Regions from separate parts of the Mus musculus genome. Here region 2 is linked to region 1. The links are chromatin contacts, called in public Hi-C maps. All regions are on one chromosome and are shown on one strand. Each heading gives the region's core, a stretch centred on a gene start, on an enhancer-like site or on the middle of the called end of the contact. The rest is flanking DNA. Distances are from core to core; before and after follow the strand shown. Region 1 holds the start of A730049H05Rik (RIKEN cDNA A730049H05 gene). Region 2 overlaps Adamts9 (a disintegrin-like and metallopeptidase (reprolysin type) with thrombospondin type 1 motif, 9).

What was found. A called contact is a pair of places that touch in the nucleus more often than the background predicts.
Region 2: a contact with region 1 is called in a Hi-C map of the N1E-115 cell line, with 2.6 times the contacts expected there. The contact joins the enhancer-like site here to the promoter of A730049H05Rik in region 1. A contact is called at or near these places in 7 of 39 promoter capture datasets (the 3T3-L1 cell line, 3T3-L1-derived adipocytes, Sertoli cells and 4 more), 2 of 484 Hi-C or Micro-C datasets (the N1E-115 cell line and nephron progenitors), 5 of 115 datasets of contacts at active chromatin or transcription factors (embryonic stem cells, extraembryonic endoderm stem cells, stem cell-derived neural progenitor cells and 1 more) and 3 of 9 other capture datasets (adipose tissue, liver and pancreatic islet).

The regions. Positions count from the first base shown.
Region 1 is chr6:92,814,739-92,818,427 of GRCm38.p6, reverse strand. A730049H05Rik (RIKEN cDNA A730049H05 gene) reads right to left here and starts at 1,985. Exons shown (of 5, transcript NR_169152.1): 1 at 1,768-1,985. It overlaps Adamts9 (a disintegrin-like and metallopeptidase (reprolysin type) with thrombospondin type 1 motif, 9), which reads left to right. Exons shown (of 40, transcript NM_175314.4): 30 at 1,785-1,958.
Region 2 is chr6:92,902,864-92,906,266 of GRCm38.p6, reverse strand. Adamts9 (a disintegrin-like and metallopeptidase (reprolysin type) with thrombospondin type 1 motif, 9) reads left to right here. Exons shown (of 40, transcript NM_175314.4): 9 at 967-1,113; 10 at 2,438-2,579. Among named protein-coding and RNA genes, the nearest start is that of Gm15737, 35 kb to the right of the region's middle. Within about 2 kb of position 2,071, at least 20 of the 459 cell types and tissues checked have an H3K27ac peak or open chromatin away from gene starts, as enhancers often do. A contact at or near this core is called in the N1E-115 cell line and trophoblast stem cells, where this site is marked.

The DNA of each region.
Region 1 (3,689 bases), core at 736-3,235:
TTCTCAAAAAAGAGAGTGATTGGGGAAGAAACCTAACATTGAATACTAGCCACCATATGCATGCCTATAGATATGTACTTCACCACCATTCGCTACATACACAAAGGGGTTTCATTTACTTAACAACCTAATTAGTACTAGACACTCTAAAGGTCTTTCCCATTTTTCTTTGTTGTGAGAACGTTATGCGATTTTTTTTAAACTTACCAGCTTTGTGTCAAATTCCAATGTGTTCACATTACTATTCTCTTTGTATTTCTGTTGTACATTGTTCTAGAAGTATATTCTTGGATTTAAGACCCCAAATCCAAATAGCCAGAACTCTTTGATTGTTGTAATGACACTTGAATATTTCTGTCATTTGCTGGGTAACTCCAGTCCTTTTCCAGCGCAGCCAGTATTATAACTCACATAGCCCCTGTGAGCATTAAGTGGCTGTTGTTTGGAGACAAAGCCATTCGTGGTATTTAAGAGTCCTCCCCTTATCCTTCCCAGAACATAATGACTTTAAAGTCTGGTTTCTTGTGGGTCACAAACTCATTCAATTCAATTAATCCAATTAAACCCAAACAATGGCAACGATGTTGGGATGAAGCATTGTCTTCCGCGCCCTTTGATGTGAGCTGTGAGGCTCTTCTCCAGCATAGATTTCTCTGAAACAATAGCATTTCTCAAGCTGCCTTCTACGAAAGAGCCTAAGCTGCAGCAGCATCCACTTGGGTATACATATGTCTTAACAAACTTTCCGTCTTTCACGGAGCACCTTGAATTTCCCTACAAGCAAATTAGACAAGCGTGCAGTTGTAGAGTCTGGTTTTGTTTTAGAAGAAGACCTCCTTTTGGGTACATGGCATGAATGTCAGATAACTTTGTTTCTCAACACCAGGCAAATTAATAGTGACTGATTTATGTCCACCCCCCAAATTGCTAATAACCTTTAATAACCAAGTGCAGTGTTATGCAGTTCTCTCTAATCAAAGGTTGCCTTTGGTTTCTGACTGCCAAAATCTTAATAAAGACAATAATTCTTGGCTTGCCCATAAGTGAGATTATGCAACCAACAATGAGGAAACCATTAAAAAATTAATTTAGGGGAAAGTTAATTGGTGTTTTGCAACTTGGTCAACAAAATGTTTCCTCGTGATTAATGGGATTTTTTCAAGAGCTGAAAACATTAAGCCTGAGGAAATTATTTTTCCTTATTAGCTTTTATTCTTCATCTATTCATTTGAGATTATGAGGAGGCACAGATAGTTAAGTGAATTCCATGATTTAAACAAACAAACAAACAACAAGCGAGGCAATGTTCTGTCTCCAGGAATAGAAACTAGAAAAATAAGAGGGCAGGAGAAAGTCCTTCTGCTTATATGGCCTTAATTGTCAATGGTTGGCTCTCTATGGGTTACGCTATAGAACCGCATCTCCCAATTTTCCCAAGCCATCCATCTTCCAGGATGGAAGTCATGCACAGTGTTTCGTTTGTCTGTTTCAATGTGGCACCATTACTTCTGGATGGTGGTGTTTCCCCACAATCTCTCCTCCCTCTGACATCCCCTGAGAGTTTTGGTTCCTCCCCACTTGTGGCTCCTGCACCCTGCCCAGCACTGGCAGTTACCAGTGCTTTTAGAACTTGCCTTAGTGTCCCCCTCCTTGGAAATGAGAAAGCATTTTGACTGCTGTGAAAAATCATTGGATTAAGAAAGCATTGCCCTCCTCTGTGACCCACCCCTTCCCGCCCTCCAGAAGGGAGCCGAAGTGCCTACTTACATCCTGTGTCTTCTCAGTGCTCTGTGTCCTGTGGCCAAGGCGTGCAGCAGAGGCATGTGGGCTGTCAGATCGGGACACACAAAGCAGCCAGAGAGAGTGAGTGCAGCTCCTACAGCAGACCAGAGTCGGAGCGTGTCTGCCAAGCCTCACCATGTCCTCTCTACACTTGGAGGGCAGAGCAGTGGCAACAAGTAAGTAAAGCCATGAAGTAAGTGCACACCAGCCTGCGTGTCGCTCCACCCCCTTGTTAGCATCAGCTCCACACCCTATGGAGCCTGCAAAGCCATTGAATGGAGTGGCATTGCTGGCTCCTTCCCAAAGGAGCTGTTTGCTGTCAGGCTCTAGGCAATTCCTGTTTGCGTTTCTCCCTGTGGTCTTGAGTATCCCAGAGCTGGGGTCACTGAAATGGAAAGGAAAAAAAACAGCTTTAACATGCCTCAGGCCAAGAGTATAAGCATACAGACAACTTTCACTTCACAGGAGGGGAGATGATGGGCAGAACATTTAATATATGTTTGGATTTGGTTAGCCTGTGTTCATTTGAATAGCCGTAACATGCAAGTATTTGAGGTAAAGCTTACTCTGTATTTTTCCTTTTCGTGTGCCATTGACGATCAGGGAGAGAAAACGGGCTCTCGTGTGAAATACTCATTAATTAGGGTAGAATTTCCAGTGTTTTCAACCCATGGTAGAATCCACATGAAGTGTTGAGTTAATATAGAAATATGCTGGACTTATTTTTCTTCTACTCCCCAAGTTAATGCTTGACTTTAGCAGACATTTAAGTGTCTGTGCTGGAAAGTCCATTGCTGGGGGAAGGGGGAGAGGAGGGTAGAGGTGGTATAAGACATTAGGGGGAGGTAACCCCAATTTCCAGAACAGAATGCTAGGTTATAGAAAGAGTAGGACAGAATTAGAAAGTCAAATCAGATCTGCTGACCCCGGAATGACATAAAAGACGCACACTGCTGGAGAGGCAAGATGGAGGAGCCGCCTGCACTGAGCGTGGCTCACAACCCAAGGTAGCGTGGTTTGAGGATGTTTGTTCTGCACTTGGCTGTGCTGGGAGCTTTCTGTCTGTCCGTCCTCTCACTTTGTCTTTTGGATGACACCTAGATGAGGTGAGTTTAGTTTTTAGTTTTAGGTGGTAAAACTAAGATTCAGACAGACTTTGCCAGTTGTCCAAGGGCCCCACATCTAGCAGCTAGAGGAAGCCACCCATGACCCTGTTTGATATCTCTCATCTTTATGATTTCCTACTGTATTCTGCACCTCTGGGATTGGCTTCCCAGCCCTGCTCTCCCCAGTCCCTTCCGGTAATGGATCCATTCCTTACTACAGTGGTTCATCTCTTTAGGAACGCTTCCTTCTTCATCTGCTTGGTCATGTTGCTTGTTTTCCTTCTAGACTTCTCTTGCTTCTGTCAGATAGTATCTGGGACAATACCTAACACAGTTAAGTTTAAGATTATTTGAACTTGAGCCAGATAGGTTATCAGGAACTTGTATGCTTAGAAAAATATCACTGTGGTCCCTATCTCAGCTGTGCCATCAATAGCCACGTGACTCAGAGCAAGAATTCTTATCTCTCTGAGTCTTGGCTTGCCATCTGTAGGATGGGAATGGTAGTAGCTTTGTAGAGCTGTTTTGAGGAAGTTGGAAAGGACACTAATCTGTCATCCACTGCAGTCTCAGGACTGGCTGGGTCAGACAAAGAAGAGGTTAACTCATCTCTCTGACTCACTGAGACTTTCGACTATCTTTGGGATTCCTACTTCAGACTCATCCCTGTCTGTTTTCTCCACCTTGATCTTCACTCCATAATGAACTCTGTGTCTCTGTCGCAAAGATCAAGAGGTGAGAAAGTACTCATAGACAAGGCAAAGCTAACTGCTTATGCTGCAGCCAGCATTTGAGAGTTCA
Region 2 (3,403 bases), core at 822-3,321, 88 kb before region 1:
GAATTCCTCACTCGGTGCAAACTTAACCACATGTTCCGTGTTCTGATTGACAGCAGCCTTTCCCAGAGAGAAAAGATGACCCGCTGACCTTGTCAACTGGTGGATAATTGCCTGGGCTGGAAGGCCATGTGGGTCATGGAGGGGGTGCACATTAAGGAAATGCTATCGTTTTTCCCCCACTTCCTCTGGTGAAGCCAAGAATGGAAAGTATGTGTGAAGGACGCTGCCACAGCCCAAGAGGACACTGGCTGTGCTCCACAGCCTCCCCTCAGGCAGAATGGGAAAGAGTTTAAGAATCTTTTTTATGCCTGGCTTTTCAGGAAGCCAGTTCCTGTGAGCTGGCATTGGCAGGTGAATCCCTGTGCCATCTCTACTTTCAGCTGGCTGGGCATATGTGCCTATGGTCTCTGTGTCACTCCCTAGGAGTTTGTGGGCACACTTTATATACCTTCATAATGATACTTTACTTGATAAACACATGTGTATCCCTAATCACCGTGACCCAAAAAATGGGAGATGTGAGGCCCACAGTGATCCTCTTATTACAAAGCACTTAGCTTCCATTTATGACACGAATTTATTCTTTATATTGACAACAGTATGACACCCTGCCAAAATCTTGTTCTATGGATTGCCCTTTCGCTGTCTACTAGCATTTCCTTTAGTCTAGCACCAACTACTGCACATTCAGAGCCTCTACAATTCCAATATTCATATTTATACCCAACAAATGGCCTGTGCATACCTTTTCATTCACTAAAGGCATTTACATCAAATTCGATAAAAATCCTCTGGTGGTCTATGCTCCGTCTAGAATTGTCTTATAATTTATTCTGCTCATTCAGATTCTTGTCCACAGGACAACAGGTCCTTAGTTATACTTTCTTCTTAGATTTGTTAAGCAAGGATGCCCGCAGGAACCCTTGGTGTGTTCTGACATTCTCACCACTGCTTCGTTGACTTTAGGTTTAATATGCCTCACGATGACAGCAATAAATGCAAAGAAGAAGGAGTTAAGAGTCCCCAGCATGTCATGGCACCAACACTGAACTTCTACACCAACCCCTGGATGTGGTCAAAGTGCAGTCGGAAATACATCACTGAGTTCCTAGAGTAAGACCTAAGCGCTCTCTTAGTATCAGCCACTGGTGCATCCCTTCTCAGCCTGTGGATAGCAACCCTTTGGGGGTCGAATATCAGATACCTTCCATATCAGACATTTAGATTATTATTCTTAACAGTAGCAAAATTACAGTTAAGAAGCATCAACAAGATAATTCTCTGGTTGGGGGTCACCACTATGTGAGGAACTGTGTTTAAGAGTCACAGCATTAGGAAGGCTGAGAACTGCTGCTCTAGTGCCTGGCCTATCTGAAGTAACCCATGAAGGGGAAGAAAACGGAATCTGGCATTCTTTTTGTCTTGTTGTTCTTGATAACATTCCTTAGAGGAGAAAAAAATTTTACTCTATAACATCTGTTAGCTCATAGCCTTGCCAATGTTTGGAAGATTACAAACTGATCTGAGCACAAAGCAGGGTCTGTAAAGGAACTATGCAAATATTTCTGTGTTTGTGTAAATGCTTTGAGATTTATTCAGGCCTTTGCAGAGTGCTCTGATGATGAAGGGCCCAAATATTTATGTACTGCTAACCTAGTAATCGTGGCTTGGGAAGAAGTGGGATAATGAGAGGTTGCCAGAAGAGAGTATGTGATGGAAATAAGGGCATTCTCTGTCTCTCTGTCTCTCTCTGTCCCTCTCTCTCTCTCTGTCTCTCTCTCCCCACCCCTGCTTCCCCCCTCCTTATGTCCTTTTTTTTAAGGTTCCTCAAAGACTCAATTATGTTATACAATGCTCACACATCACAGCCTCAGTGGTCTCCTTTCCCAGAAGTGCAGAAGGTTAAGCAATTGCCTCAGGTCACTGGTTTATATTTCTGCAACCACAAATGGAGAGGGCTTTGTTAATCAGAACTTAGCTGGTGCAGATTTTCCAGGAAAGAAACCTGGATGAACTGGAGGGCCGATGTTTTCCTTCTAAGCAGGTGGCTTGAGATGCTATCTTGCTATGAGTCATTGAGCCCTTACTCATTGTTCAGCAAACACTTACTGAATGCCTTGTGTTACAGACCAGGCCCAGTACAAAGATAATCATAGTTGTGGCCCTAAGATGCTTACTGTCTATTGGGAAGGATTTAAAAAAAATGACTCCTACAGGAGATTAGTGCTCCTTCCCCTGACTGTATCGTATGTGTAGAATATCTTTCTACAGAAATACAACTTTCGATTCTAGACTTACCCTTGACCTAACTGTGAATGAAAAGAATAAAGGCCAAAAGGACCAGTCCTTGCTGCCATTAGGTACATGTGTGGCCTTTGCTTGTCTCTGCAACCCTCAAGAGCCTGTCTCACCATCTGTATGTTTCTGATTCCCATAGCACTGGGTACGGAGAGTGCTTGCTGAATGAACCTGCATCCAGGACCTATCCTTTGCCTTCCCAACTGCCCGGCCTTCTCTACAACGTGAATAAACAATGTGAACTGATTTTTGGGCCAGGCTCTCAAGTGTGCCCCTATATGGTAAGTGTTCGGGGTAGTCTCTGCCCGCAACTGGTGATTCTGGACTTGCTTATGGTCACCTTTTCCACTTGATTCTCACTCGGAATCAGTTACCCAAGTGAAGGTTCAGAATAAACTGGCTCTCCGTAGTTGTGTCTGAGGCTGTGGTGGGCTCAGTAGATTCTCACTGCATTCCTGAGACACGGCAAAGGGGAGATGGCATTGTCATTTGCAGCGAGTGGGACAAGAACCTAGGTTAAGGAGGTCAGGTCATCGCTCTCCTTGTGTGCCCTTCAGCTTGTAAAAGTAACCCGAATTAGGGACTCCTCTAGATCTGTACAAGGAATTCATGAGCCAATCCTGGCTTCCTGACATAACTTGTCAGGGGTGTGTTCTGTGACCAGCTGGGTCACTTCTGATCACTTCTGATCATCATCTAGCTGGCTGGGTGGCTGGGTGGTATTTTGATGTGTGAGATAAGGATCTGTGTAGATAAGAGGACATATGCTTTGTCCTCAGGTGCCTCAGGCTGGGTCTTTGGGAACGTGAGTTAGTTTTGCTGAAGAGGGCCTTCAGTAATGGTTGGTGGAATGAGAAATAGAGGGATTCTGCAGAAATGATTTAAAAGTTCAAGGAACTCCATCGAAAATGATGTCTACTTCTCTGTCACTCATACAGAAATAAAGCCATTGGGTTGAGCATGATAGTGTTGAGGCAGAATGATAGAAAACCATCCCGAGGCCAGCATAAGTGGAGTAATTCTGTCTCAGAATGTCCTAGGGTGAGGGAAGGCCAATGGGAAAGAGATCAAGCACACTTTAGTGTCACCTTTTAATAAACTATTA